Linked DNA regions of Ovis aries: region 1 is linked to region 2. The links are chromatin contacts, called in public Hi-C maps. All regions are on one chromosome and are shown on one strand. Each heading gives the region's core, a stretch centred on a gene start, on an enhancer-like site or on the middle of the called end of the contact. The rest is flanking DNA. Distances are from core to core; before and after follow the strand shown. Region 1 overlaps DCBLD2 (discoidin, CUB and LCCL domain containing 2). Region 2 holds the start of LOC105609869 (soma ferritin-like).

What was found. Hi-C and Micro-C count contacts between places; a contact is called where the count stands out from the background.
Region 1: a Hi-C map of liver shows a contact between it and region 2, with 6 times the contacts expected there. The contact joins the enhancer-like site here to the promoter of LOC105609869 in region 2. A contact is called at or near these places in 13 of 16 Hi-C or Micro-C datasets (blood, hypothalamus, liver and 7 more).

What each region holds. Positions count from the first base shown.
Region 1 is chr1:164,036,157-164,038,856 of ARS-UI_Ramb_v3.0, reverse strand. All of the region lies in intron 13 of DCBLD2 (discoidin, CUB and LCCL domain containing 2), which reads left to right. It also overlaps a transcript of ST3GAL6 not described here. Among named protein-coding and RNA genes, the nearest start is that of TRNAE-UUC, 67 kb to the left of the region's middle. Within about 2 kb of position 1,371, at least 8 of the 54 cell types and tissues checked have an H3K27ac peak or open chromatin away from gene starts, as enhancers often do. A contact at or near this core is called in hypothalamus and liver, where this site is marked.
Region 2 is chr1:163,817,519-163,820,218 of ARS-UI_Ramb_v3.0, reverse strand. LOC105609869 (soma ferritin-like) reads right to left here and starts at 1,347. Exons shown (of 4, transcript XR_009600882.1): 1 at 1,161-1,347.

The DNA of each region.
Region 1 (2,700 bases), core at 122-2,621, 220 kb before region 2:
CTGACTGGTCCTAGAGGGGATGTTTCCAAATATGAAATAGAACTAAATATAGAAGATGAACCCTTTTGAGAGTAGGAGTTAAGGTGGTCATTAAAATAAAAATATGTACATTTCTCCTTTATTCCCATAAAAAATGAGTAAGTTCAATCTCATAATAAGTTATTGAGTACCTTTATTACATCAAACTTTGTGTTACACACTGAGTTACACACAGTAGTAAGGTATAATAGATACTGAGTAACATTTACTGAGAGAATGAAACACCATTCTTATCTCCAGACTGTCTGGCAGGTTGACCACTATACTTTGGGTTGATGAGTTGTATGTGAAGTGCAGAGGAACACAGATGCAAGAATCTTAAGAGTTACCTGAAACCTTTTTTTCGGAAAAGAGTAATCCTCATGTTTGACAAGTTTTCCCTTAAAGGAGGAGCTGATTTTAGCTAGATAGAAGAAGAGAGAATGGCCCAGACTGAGGGCATGGCTTGGGAGAAGGCACGGAGATGTGGAACGTAGGCAGAATAGTGAGTTGTCTCACAGGGGCTTGGCGTGGGGGAGCACTGGGAGACTCATAGAAAGGCAGCCTGGTCTGGACCAGGAAGGGCTTTCTGTAGATGTGGAACGCATTGACCAGTGTTCAGCAGGCAGGTGATATTATCAGATGACTGTAGGAAAATGGTGGCAGCAGTTTGTGAAGGTGGACTGAAGAGACAAGAGACTAGGAAAGACAGAGAGATGAGTTAGGAAACTATGAAGGGCAGGCAGGAACATAGCACAGCAGTGCTAGGAGAAGGGGGAGAAGTTTGCCAGTGGTGTCAGTGGGGGACTTGAGGAGGAGGATCTAGGATTCACTCCAGTTTCTGGCTTGTGCATTTAGACCAGTAGAGATAACATAGCAGTGGGGACAGCTTTGGTGACTAACAGGTTTGGAGGGAGCTCATTTGTTTAGCCATTAAATATTTGCGCTCTGACTCTGTACCAAGTATTTGAGCCGTCTGGTGAGAGTCCTCTGGTGAGCCCCAAAGTCTGTCCAGTGGGAGAGAATACATTGCATAGAACCATCCACCATGGAACCTGCTTGTCACAGGGCCGAGCTGTCAGGGCAGGTAGGAATCACAAGATTGGAGATGAAACAGTAGCCAGTATTCAGCAAGTCACTGGGTTTATTACACGTAATTAGCACAGAACTCAGGTTGGGCAGAGCAGGGAACCACTCCAGGGAGCGGTCTGGAAGGAGGCGTCCCGGCACCAGCAGCAGCGGTCTCTGGTCCAGCCGCAGGCCTTGGCCCCAGCAGGGCCGTGGGCAGCGTCCATGTGCAGGGGGTCAGGGCCTCCCGCCAAGAGCCTTCAGGTCACTCAGCTCAGTGGTCCCCTCTTAAGGAAGAACTGTTACCCAGGGGAGGAGCCCTGACTCCTTCAGTGTCTCTGTCTGTTCCTGTGCTGTGCATGGCCCATCAAACTTCTGATCTAAAGTAATGTTCTCAGTGTACCACTCTAAGACACTGGCAACCCTACAGCAGATGTTTCAAAACAACTCTTAGGAAAGCTCACCTTGGCCACTGGGACTCCCATTTTGAGCTAGGTAGTGAGTCGTACAGGCTTCCCCGGTAGCTCAGTTGGTAAAGAATCTGCCTGTAATGCAGGATATCTGGGTTCACTTCCTAGATTGGGAAGATCCCCTGGAGGAGAGAATGGCAAGTCACTCCAGTATGCTTGCCTGGAGAATACCATGGACAGAGGAGCCTGCTGGGCTACAGTCCATGCAGTCGCAAAGAGCTAGATACAGCTGAGCCACTAACGCACACACACACATGTGCACGTCATAAGTAGCTTAAATCCTGTAAGTTTCACACATGAGGAGTAGGAATCGTAACACAAAAGAAATGCCATCGAAACAGGACTGACTACAGTGTGTTCCACAGGAGGAAGGACCCTGTCTGCAGGACAGACAGCTTAGCATGGCGGGGGAGGGTGAGGAGGGGAAGGAGGGAACAGGGCTGTAGGAGAGTCCAGGAGGGGAAGTCCATGCTGCTGTCAGGCAAGTGGACAGCAGCACTAGCGGTGATGAGAACACCAATGGCAAATCCTTATACAAAATCAAAGGAAATGCTGACTTTAGGCATGATTCTAAATGCCTTACATGTTTACCTCATTTAACCAGTTTGTAAAGCAGGTATTGTTACAGATCCCATTTTACAGAAGAGGAAAGTGAGACTGAGAGAGCAGGAGTAACTTGCCGAGGTCACCTGGTCAGCAGGGTGGGGATTCGGTCCAGGCCTCTAACAGTCAGCCGATCAGGTCTAATTATCTACGGTTAAAGCCCCGGGCTGGGGGGTGAGCAGCAGGGAGCAGAACTGTTGAGAGCCCGGAGGCAAGTCCTGAGATGAGTTTGGGATGCTGTCTAGAGGACTCTGTGGACATTCAGACTCCGCAAAGAGGTAGATGGAACATGAGCCTGTTCAGGACAGAAGGTCTGAGCTGCAGAATTAAGGTTACTTTTAAGAACTTAGTGGATGAAATTGCGGACAACTGGCTTTGTCACAAGGAACAAAGAGAAACTGCCGTTAAGGGGCTTATAAAGGTAGCCAGGAGAAAAGTAATAATAAAAACAGCTGCCACTTACTGACTCCCTGACCCATGCCAGGCACTGTTCTAAGTACTTTACATGTCATGAATAAACAACCTGAAGCTTTTTCATTTG
Region 2 (2,700 bases), core at 98-2,597:
TGACTGCCTAACAGAAAGGACACTTGCATATATCACACTTTTCCCCTAACATTTTCCAAAATGACCCCCCTGCTTCCTCTTTTCAGTTGACCCATGATATTTTTAAGCCATCTAGAATGGATGCTGAGAACATAGTATAGTGAAGGGGTGGGTGGAAAGAAGTGGAACTCCTGCATTCACGCAAATGACCATCTGGAGAGCGTCAGCTAAGCTGGAGGAAATAACGCTTTCAATAACTGTCTGGATCAAAGTTATTACCTCCTATCTCCTCTCTTTCTGAATTTCATATTTTTGTTAATTTTAGATCCACACTGGCTCAATTGCTGGAATCATCTTCAAAAACTTCTCTCTAAAGTAGGCATTTACAATATCATTTTCCTTTCTATTTAATTGTCATTTTCTAGAAATAACATCCCACACTCACCACCCATTCTCTCCAACACTAATTATAGAGGGAGGTCCCCTGTGTCTTAACATGATCCTATCTTCTACCCTTAGCTATTGTTGATTGCTTCCAGGGTGGGTATCTGAGCAAAGGAGGAATAATTAGAGTATTAGAAAGACTTAAACTGCAAGTAAAACAAAATCTGACAACTAGTACCTTCTTTATTTTTTCCTGTATTACAACAACTACAAAGGTAGACAGCCCAGGGCTGGTGCATCCGATCGAGAATGTCGTCAGGAGCCAGGCTCTTTCAATATTACTGCTCTGTAATATTGAAGGAGAAATATATTTCTCATGGGACTTTCTTAATCTTGGTCACAAAATAGTTGCTGCAACTCCAGATATCACATACATATTACTCTAGGGAAGAATTACAGAGGAGCTAAAGACAGAAAATGAAAGACTTAAGGGGCTGGCACCATGGTTTTCTTTATTTTATACAAATTTTCTAGAATACTTGGTAATATCTATACCTCTATGAAAAGCTAATTTTGAAATTACTTCAGTAAAGAAAAAGAGCAAGTCAGCAACACTGAATTGGATATTTAGCTTATATTTAGCTTTAAAAATCATTTTAATGATTCATGGAAATATTTGCCCCTAAAGACCTAAACGTTTAGAATACAAATTCTCAGTCAAAAATAGAGTAAAAATTTAAAATATTCCACTTCTTTGATAATCTCACTGCTATCAATCCACGTTTGTGCGTACTAACCTGCTTTAGTCATGTCTGATTCTGTAAAACCACATGGATTGTAGCCCGCCAGGCTCCTCTGTCCATGGGATTCTCCAGGCAAGAATACCGGAATGGGTTGCCATGCCTTCTTCCAGGGGATCTTCCTGACCGGGGGATAAAACCCGAGTCTCTTCTGTCTCCTGCACTGGCTAGTGGATTCTTTATCAGTAGCAACATCTGAGAAGCCCTATAAACCAACAACCACCCCCATTAGAATTTCTGATAAATTGGCCTAAGTAAGCCAAGTCAAACATATCTATCTGTTTTGCAATACAGTACTTTGCTAATAATTAGCCTGACTCTGTAGCTAGCTGAAAGTAACTAAACTGAGTCACTTGAATAATACATTTCTTACGTTTGGCTCTCCAGACTTGGGAATTGGTGAACATAATACAATTTAGTAACTGCAGTGGAGTTATGACTGTGTGTGTTGTTAGAAGGCAGGAAAGGTACCAGAGGGATGTCAGGGTCTCTTCTAATTCTCTCTACAAAAGGGAGACTCATATATTATTGGCAGGCCTGAAGTCAGTTATTCAACAGAGCTTTGATAAATGGGATATTTCCTGCCGTATCAGTAAACAAAGGCTATCACAACCATCAGAGATTGCAGCCACCACAGGACAGTGAGCTAGTGAGCCCTGAGGGAACTCAGGTTGTGAAAACACAGGATATTGGCCCCATAGGTGAGGTGCATATCAAAGGAATTATTTCAGAGAGCCCAGGCTCTTCCACCTTCTCATGCATAGAAAAGGCACTAAATTCCTTAACTTGAGCTATCTGGTTTTCTTTATTGTTAATAACCTTTGACTTCAGACTACCTGCCCTTTGTTGCAAATTTTCTATAAATCCTGACTCCCCACCTCCACCCCTCACCTTCTCAAAACAGTTCTCTCAGGATTACTTGAGATGCTGCCTCCTAAAAATTATCATCAAATGAAACACAACTGTTAACATTTAGGTTGTGAGATGTGTTTTAGTTGACAACTTTAGGGCATAGAGGAGGGGAAGTCCATAAGGATTCTGAGAAGCATGTGGATTTGAAAACTGATAATGTACCTATACCTTGTGACCTGGAATAAGGCTAGCCAGAATCTTTTGGCTGGTAGGGTCACATGGAACGCAAAGCAGTGCAGGCACCTGGGTTCGAAAAGGATGAGAACCTCTACCTTACACCTTAAGTCTTACCACTTACTGTAAACTTGCAAGATTTTATCCCTGCCAACTTTCTGATGCTTGAAACTGCTTGATTAGGACTTGTCTTTTACTCTACAGTGACAAATAAAACTTACATACTAGTGTCTTCCTTGGAGACAATTTGAATCCCTAGGAATTGTGGTTTAAATTCGCACTGATCAGGCTGTTAAGGTCTTTTTTTCAAGCATAGCATAACAAGGTGAGGGTAGGGAAGGCACTGGAAACCAGAAGAAATGAGAGAGGCCCCGGGCATAGAAAGGCTAAGGATGGGGAGGGGTGGAAATCTGGAAACTAGCAGACAGTTGGGCTCAAGACCAGCCTATCT